3 separate regions of the Mus musculus genome follow, and regions 1 and 3 are each linked to region 2. The links are chromatin contacts, called in public Hi-C and capture Hi-C maps. All regions are on one chromosome and are shown on one strand. The core of a region is the stretch at or near the end of the contact, and the rest is flanking DNA. Distances in the headings are between cores, read along the strand shown.

The links. A called contact is a pair of places that touch in the nucleus more often than the background predicts. Capture Hi-C pulls out chosen DNA fragments and counts their contacts.
Region 1: a contact with region 2 is called in a capture Hi-C map of bone marrow-derived macrophages, with 4 times the contacts expected there. The contact joins two enhancer-like sites. A contact is called at or near these places in 1 of 484 Hi-C or Micro-C datasets (macrophages), 2 of 115 datasets of contacts at active chromatin or transcription factors (embryonic stem cells and microglia) and 1 of 9 other capture datasets (bone marrow-derived macrophages).
Region 3: a contact with region 2 is called in a Hi-C map of granulosa cells, with 1.6 times the contacts expected there. The contact joins two enhancer-like sites. A contact is called at or near these places in 7 of 484 Hi-C or Micro-C datasets (the AML12 cell line, bone marrow-derived macrophages, conventional dendritic cells and 4 more), 2 of 115 datasets of contacts at active chromatin or transcription factors (bone marrow-derived dendritic cells and embryonic stem cells) and 1 of 9 other capture datasets (bone marrow-derived macrophages).

What each region holds. Positions count from the first base shown.
Region 1 is chr13:42,244,661-42,247,360 of GRCm38.p6, reverse strand. No RefSeq gene overlaps it. Among named protein-coding and RNA genes, the nearest start is that of Edn1, 55 kb to the left of the region's middle. Within about 2 kb of position 1,405, at least 78 of the 459 cell types and tissues checked have an H3K27ac peak or open chromatin away from gene starts, as enhancers often do. A contact at or near this core is called in bone marrow-derived macrophages and macrophages, where this site is marked.
Region 2 is chr13:42,327,498-42,330,197 of GRCm38.p6, reverse strand. No RefSeq gene overlaps it. Among named protein-coding and RNA genes, the nearest start is that of Edn1, 27 kb to the right of the region's middle. Within about 2 kb of position 1,432, at least 97 of the 459 cell types and tissues checked have an H3K27ac peak or open chromatin away from gene starts, as enhancers often do. A contact at or near this core is called in bone marrow-derived macrophages, granulosa cells and macrophages, where this site is marked.
Region 3 is chr13:42,397,099-42,399,798 of GRCm38.p6, reverse strand. The region is part of intron 1 of Gm32833 (a long non-coding RNA gene); the gene reads left to right. Among named protein-coding and RNA genes, the nearest start is that of Gm32833, 4.9 kb to the left of the region's middle. Within about 2 kb of position 1,363, at least 2 of the 459 cell types and tissues checked have an H3K27ac peak or open chromatin away from gene starts, as enhancers often do. A contact at or near this core is called in granulosa cells, where this site is marked.

The sequences.
Region 1 (2,700 bases), core at 156-2,655, 83 kb after region 2:
TAAGCCACACATGTGCATCTGTTTAGTATGTTCTTGAGTGGGGGTGTGATGTGACTGACTTTTTAAAGTTTCTGCCTCGCTTTCCCACAATGGTAGATGATTTACATTGTTATCACGTTTTCAGAACTGTCACCTACCTGAAAAGCTCTTTATAATCTAAGAATGGAGCATTCTATTTTGAGCCAAGAACCATACTTAGGAAGCTTCCCGGGTTCACCCACAGCAGGAGCTACTGGTTTTGGAACCTGCTCCTACCCCAAGTCCAACCTCCTTATCTAACATTTTGGAGAAAGCAAATTTATATAAAAAGCCATACTTTGAGAAAGGCAAATCTAGTTTATTAAATTAGGAGCTGGCATGCAAATACTCATTAACTGGAATCATAAAGTGTGCATTAAAATCGATTATGCTATTTATCTCACACACACACACACACACAATCCCCAGAAGGAGAAGTTTCCTTCTTTCTGTTTAAAGCTCAGAAATAAGTTTTATGGCCCTAGAATGAATGAGGGGTACTTCTCTACCATTCAGTGAGAAACTTGTCAAGAAACATTTCTGTCACCCCCAAAGGCAGAATATATTCACAAAGACTTACACAATATTATTTTTATGAAATCCTGCTTTCGAAAATGATAAAGCCTGCTTGTGGATGTGGAGATGACTCGGTGGGATTGTTGCCTGAGTTCAGAGCCCCCGAACCCATGGAAACAACCAAGCACAGCTATGTGTATCTGTAACCCCAGGCCTGTCTGCGAGGGATTAGAAAGCCAGGCAGATCTGAGGGGCCTTTTTGACTCCTAGTCTAGCTGTTCCAGCAAGCTCCTGTCTCAAAAACTAACTAACAAAAGGTGGAGAGTGAGTGAGTGCAGAAGACACCTGCTGTTGACCTGTGGCCTCCACACACATGCACAGGCAAGGACACCTGCAGACACACACACAAATCTATGCACACACATGTGTATCCCCTGCCCACACACAAATAATAATAACAAAAAATAATAGGAAAAAACTTGAAAACTAAACTAAGAGACCGGAAAGAAAAGCACAGGAATTAAAGAAGGCAAGAGCAGCTTTGAAAAAAACACTAGGCCAAAGTTCTCACATACTAGCCTTTCTTCCAAAGGAAGGCAATCCACGTGATGCGAGATGCTTCCTCTTCTCATGTACTTTAGAAAAGCTTTTCACTTTCTTTTTTGGTCTCTGGCAGGGGACTTCCTACCATATAGCTTCATCCCTCCTTAAACTCCGTGAATTAGCCTCCTCTGGAAAAAGTAGATTCCAAGTCCTGCAAACCATTGTTCCTAGAAATGTTATCAAATGAGACTGACTGTAGGCAAGTGATCTCCTTACTAAAATTAGCAGCAGACTCCGTTGCGAACAGAAAGGAAGTCTGCGTGGAACGGACTAGAACTGAGACAGCTGAGACTCACTCTTTCCATCCGTTTCGATGGGCCCTGTGTCAGTGTCACCATCCTTGTCGTGGGTTTCCTGGCCCTCAAGTGACATAATGGTATCCCACTGGCAAAGTGACATAGCCAAGGATATGAGCAATGTCACAAGATATATAATGTACAAGCTGTCCCTTGGATTGACTCAGATTGCTATGGCTTACCTTACATGTTAGTCAGACAGATATATCCAGTCTTCTTCCTAAGCAGCCTACATAATAAAATAAAATAACTACCTGTTAAAGAATCTATCTTGCTTAGAATAAACACTCTAACTCTCCCAGTGAATATTTGTCAAATAATACTTTTTGGTTTTGTTTGCGTATGAGATGATGATGGCCCCATGTACTCTTGCACATCTCCCCAAACAAGAACTTTCTCCTCTCTTCAGACTGTCTCAAAAAGTGGTGGGGTACCAGTGAATTGCCCCTCTGTAAGTCTGGAACCTTCTTGGTCAATGCAATGTTGAAGAGCAGGCAACTTCAAGTCCTATCAGAAAGTGCCAACGAGGATTCTAGCAGCCCAGGTTAGGGGGAAGCCAGGAATGGTCTCTAATCTTGGTCTTATCTGCTGACCTTGGGGTCAGCTGAGTCGTCATTTGGAGACACCTGCCTTCGAGTCCTTCCCCCTGCTTATATGTGATTGGATCATTTGGTGACCTCAGCCTCAGTTTCTTCCCTTATAAATTGATGTTATTGGGCCCATTTTGCTGTGGTTTTGAAAGGATTAAATGATCGTGATGTGTGATGAGTGAAGTAAATTAATGACCCAAACCTGGGACTCACTCCACAAAAAGGCTTGCCACCATCAGCTGATCTAAAAGTCTCCCGCAGCAATAGAAAGTTCCCATGGGGGCTTCTGCTTAGTCTGAGATTCTGTTTTTGGATCCTGGCTTCCTTACCACCAGCTGAGGGAGCATTTCCAGGTTCAGGTCTTCAATTCTTCCACTTTAATAAATGCTTTAGACCACAAGGTGGTGCTTTATTCTAAAGTTTGATATCAGGAGGCTTTTCCAACTGCAACCAGGGTGCAGCACACAGAGAGTGCATTCCGTGTCACTAAGCCCAGCTTCCAAACCATGATCCGAACATCTGTGTGGAATCCTTAGCCCTGTGACTAATCACCTCGAAGCACAAGCCATAAAATGAGCTTCCAGGATAGGAAGAGGGTCAGAGGCACGGCAAGACACAGTTCCCTTTTCAATGGTGTTTATGTAAATCTTGTATCAAATCTACAGTGGTACAGTGTC
Region 2 (2,700 bases), core at 183-2,682:
AGTTTCTTTTTTTTTTTTTTTTTTTTTTCATTTTTTTTATTAGGTATTTAGCTCATTTACATTTCCAATGCTATACCAAAAGTCCCCCTTACCCACCCACCCCCACTCCCCTACCCACCCACTCCCCCCCTTTGGCCCTGGCGTTCCCCTGTACCGGGGCACACAAAGTCTGCGTGTCCAATGGGCCTCTCTTTCCAGTGATGGCCGACTAGGCCATCTTTTGATACATATGCAGCTAGAGTCAAGAGCTCAGGGGTACTGGTTAGTTCATAATGTTGTTCCACCTATAGGGTTGAAGTTCCCTTTAGCTCCTTGGGTACTTTCTCTAGCTCCTCCATTGGGAGCCCTGTGATCCATCCATTAGCTGACTGTGAGCATCCACTTCTGTGTTTGCTAGGCCCCGGCATAGTCTCACAAGAGACAGCTACATCTGGGTCCTTTCAGTAAAATCTTGCTAGTGTATGCAATGGTGTCAGCATTTGGAAGCTGATTATGGGGTGGATCCCTGGATATGGCAGTCTCTACATGGTCCATCCTTTCATCTCAGCTCCATACTTTGTTTCTGTAACTCCTTCCATGGGATGTGGGAAGTTTCTAATATTTTCTCCTAGGTCTCAATGGTTACAATATGTTTTAAACTGCCACCTTGTCACCCAGTTCCTGTTTTGTTTTGTTGTTTTGTTTTAAGCCACTTAAAAAAATACTTGTAATTCCAACAGAAAAACCCTAATGAGATGCCTGGGTTCTGAAACAAAGACTTAATGAGGAAGCCCTTGCTTGAGCACCCTCAGGATGTTGACAAGGTCCCACCACGCCTGTGAGTCTCCCACTGTGAGCTGGCAGGGCTCCTACCACCCAGAAAGTGATAGACAAACTCCCTGGAGATGTCTTGCCCCCAGGGGGAATACAAACAGAAGAGGCAGAAATCAGAGCCACCTCCAGAGTGGTGATGTGAAGAGGTTACCTTCTAGCTTGTGGGGGAGGGCTCCCACCCCCTCTTTGTCCTCCCTGTGTCCTTGACACAGACAAGCCAAAGAGAGAGGTAAAGTCCCTTGGCAATCTTGCCTAGTAATAACTCAAAAGAGGAACACCCATAATCTGTTGAGCTAAAGAGCAAAGAATATCCCTTTGGGGAGAACAGAATTTTTAATAGGAGACAGGTCAGTCTGAGTTTTGTTTTCTGTTAAAGACGCCAGCCAACATTCCTAAATCTAGATGTTATGAATAAACAAAAGTAAAGGGGAAACTAGTCACCCGTGGTCCATGACAGTAGGTAGACAATGATGTACAAAGATCTGTCCTTTTTACACAGGAATTTTACTTCCCATATTTAGAATCATGCACCCCACCCCCACCCCTTGGGGGAAGGGACTGCCTGCTGAAGAAAGGTCCCGTAGTGCCTCCTTGCATAGTTTGTGCCATGAGTCATGGCTGGGCCATGCCTTGTCCTTCAGCTCCACTGAGAAGAGTCACTGTGCACTGTATTCCTTCCTTCTGACACAGTCTGACTTCACTAGAGATTGAGTTCCTCTTTTGACTTACATGGTCAGCCAGGAAACCCTACTCACAACAGATAGAGCAGGGTGGAGTTTAAGTCCCAGTATGCATTGGATGGAAACACCTCTCCCCGTGTGCTGAACTGTCTTTGAAAACTTTCCAAACTATGGTAGTACTGAGTGGTAATATTAAACCTCCCTAGATTGGGAGGGGGGTGGCAACATGTGAAGAAATAAAAAAGGGGGAGGTAAGCTAGAAGAGCATAGAAAGTATCTGTGAAGTGCTCAGCCACAAAACTGAGACACCTAGATCATATTATATCAGCCAGGCCCTCTCCAGCCCAGGATCAGGGAGCATGGCAAAACAGACCATGGAAAAATCTCCTCCAGCCAGGGGTCAAGAAGGACCAGATTGAAGCAGCATCACTAGACAGGACAGAACCACTACACTCCATGAACTCGCAGCTGCTGTGGTTGGCGGCATCAGATCTGCACAAGATCAAGCCAGTCAGCATTCCAGAACAGAACGGGGAAGGGCTTGTGAGCCTTCTCTCAGCTGAGGGGCTACTATCCTCTGAAGGCTTCTAGGGGAAAGAGACTCGGCTTTCTTTAAGACCAGGATCCTTGGAAGATTGGCCATGCTTTAATGAATGCTTCACACCCATGAGTATTTGGACAGTATAAACTGGAATCAGTGTGTTATTTAAAAAACAAAAGAAGATCTGAAGTCGGGCTGGGAGGGATAAGGTTGGGATGGATCTGTGAGGGGCTAGAAAGAAGAGTAAAAGATGAATATGATCAAATTTCATTGTTTTGGGGTATGAAATTCTCAAAGAGTTAATAAAAATATAATACTTTTTAAATTAAAAATAACCTAAAAGGATCATTTAAGTTATTAAAAATGAACTAGGAAGATTTAGGTTGAAGGAAACATTTTTGATTCATCTGTCCACCTTTTATTGCATTGAAAGACTTTGGGAGACAAAAAATGAAAATTGCTAGGACGACATGTGTCTATGTACATATACACACACAGAAGTTATTTATTTAAATTGTTTAACTTGACTATATGGGGAGAGGATATTCTCATTGAAGGGTTTGTGAAAAAGTCTTCTGAATGCAAGCATATCAATAAACTGTTCGCTTGAACACTTGTGTTAGATACCTTGAGTGACAATAAAAGTCACAAGTCCCCACCAGCCAA
Region 3 (2,700 bases), core at 114-2,613, 70 kb before region 2:
TGTCACAAAGAGGAACATGGAAGGCTTAATACAGAAAGGCTTCATGCCTTTCCACTCACAAACAAGAACTAAGCCACACACTGTAAAGGAAAATGCCTGTAATTGTATAGGAATCTCTCTTATGGTGAAATAATTGATAAGGTTTTTTTGTGAGTTATATTTAATGGTTAGAGTAGAGAGAAGTTTGTTATTTTTGTTTTGGGTTTTATATAATAATTCAATGTTTGCATCTTAATTTTTGTATAGACATGCATCTACACTCGATTTACATGAAAGGGTTATTATCTCCATGGACTGGCAACTGGTAGCCTCCACAGTGACAATTATTGGCATTTTCTGTGGGCTCTATCATGAGGCAAGCATTTTTCAGGCATTTTTTAAAAACAAAATGAAACTAAACCAGAGTAAGTTATCATACTCCTTAACCTTGATATCATTTTTCATCTCACTAAAGCATACACCAAAACTAAGGCTCTTGCTTTTTAATGAGTGTTAAAATGAACAAAGACCACACAGAAATTTATCACCATGTTATTCCCTTTTATGAAAGTGGCAAGAATCAACAGATAACCACTTAATTTCTTGGCAAAGTGGAGAATTATGGCTTATAAAGTCTTAAGTAAAGATTATAAAGATACATGGTATTTCAATAGTGTGTGACCAGACTCTTCTAATGTTTGTGCCACAACAGGAATGTTAGTTCTCAGGAGGAATTCACCTTGGGTTTAATGTAAACTTGAAGACATCTAGCCTGAGAGGTTGGATCGAGAGCTTTGCTTTGCTGAAGAGCATCATCTGTCCCTCCCCCCATGGCCTGCTGATCTCTTCAGCCACACTTACCTTGGACAGCCAGTGGGTGCCCTGTAGTTAGAGAACAGCTCCCATAGAAGACTCTGAACGTTTCATGACTGGCAGCTTAGAGGTGTGAACGAGAGGAACGTGCCTACAGGCGAGGTCCATGAAAGGCTATCATTTCCACACTTCTGCTGAAGTTCTCTGCGTGGAAGGATGTGCTAAGTTCAATTCCTTTGCCCACATTTGCTGTTTCAGGCTGGCCAGTGCTGAACTTATGGATCCTTCTTTTGCAAGCTAAAGTTCACATCAAGGAACACATTGGCCACCTATGTATAGATAACTTCATTTGGCTTTTTTCCCTCTCTCAGTGTTTTCTTTGCCTAGTCCTCAGATACTTACTGTCTCAATACCTAACCTCTGTGGGACTCTGCTTCAACCCCCTGTTCTGCCCTGCAGTGAATGCATGTGTTGTGGGTGTTTTGCTTTGACTACCTGGACTCCTGATAACTGACTCATGCTGCCTCGGGCCAGCAGCATATTCCCAGACGGTTGTCAAGATTTGCAGTCTTGACCCAGACTATGACCGCAGAGCTTCTGTCCTCAAACCCTCTGAAGCTGGGAGACCTTGGTAAGGAGGGTAGTGAGGTAACTTCCTTGGGAAGTTTTCATAAGAAAGCCTGGACAGACTTGCTTAGATAGCCTGAGTCTGGACTGGCACGGAGAGATCGCTTTGCAATTGTACGGTCCTTTCCAAAGTTACCACAAATACGCCAGTGCCACTGTAGAAGCAAAGACTATCTAACTATTTCCCTTTGTGTTCAACTTCGGAATTTCTGGGCCAAGATCCCTGTAAAGGCACTCAGAATGAAGGAAATGTCCAGTTCAGGAGAGCCAATCGTCCTTGTAGAGTTTTAGCATAGAAAGACCAGTAGACAGCTGGAAACGTGTGTGACGACAGGTGGACAAGGAAACCTTGAAATGTCAAAAAAAAAAATTAGTCTTTTTTCCCCTGCAGGCAATGTTGAACTGTCAAATCAGGGGCTCCATTCAGTCACCAAATACTTACAAATCCCAGGCAAGACACAAGTTACATACATCTACAGAAGCACATAAGGGGTGATTGACTTCCCAATGTGTGTGTGTGTATGTGTGGTGTGTGTGTGTGTGTGTGTGTGTGTATGTGTGTGTGTGTGTGTGTGTGGTGTGTGTGTGTGTGTGTGTGTGTGTGTGTGTGTGTGTGTGTGAATGAAGTTTTGGCAACTTATTCTGTCTCTACTGACTTGTTGGGTCGAGACCTGGTCCTCCAAAGTGAACATTCTTGCCTTTGCTCAAGTACAGGAATCAAACAATGGCTGCATTAAAGTAGATCCCCCACCTCTGTGGCGGTTTTGAGGCAATCCACTACCAATTCTCAGCTCTACCCTTTACTTTCTCTACAAAGGTGGGATGATCTCCTCCCTTTCCAAAGAACTCATCCAACACAGCTTCACTCATAGGTCTCTACTCCTGTAAATGCCCTACCGTGCACAGTTCCTGCATTTGTCTAGTTTTGAGCACCTACTCATTTTCAATACATGGGTCAAAGGGAACTAACTTCTGCCACCGAGCCTCGTCACTGTCGAACTTCGTGTGAACTCGCCTGAGTTGGCTTTTCTACATCTTTCTCTCTGTGTTCATGCTGTTGTTTCATAGTGTAGCAGTCATGTCATTGAAGAACGGGGATTGTCTCTTTGATATTTATTTTTAATTCAATTTTTCATTTACTAGTTGATTCTATCAGATTATTTAATTGACCACCATTCACTACCTATCCTGTGCAAACACAATAGAGGAAGATGGACTTGACCTAGACTCTCCATACCAGGGTCTTAAAATGAGTACAAAAACTCTTTACAGATAATGGAT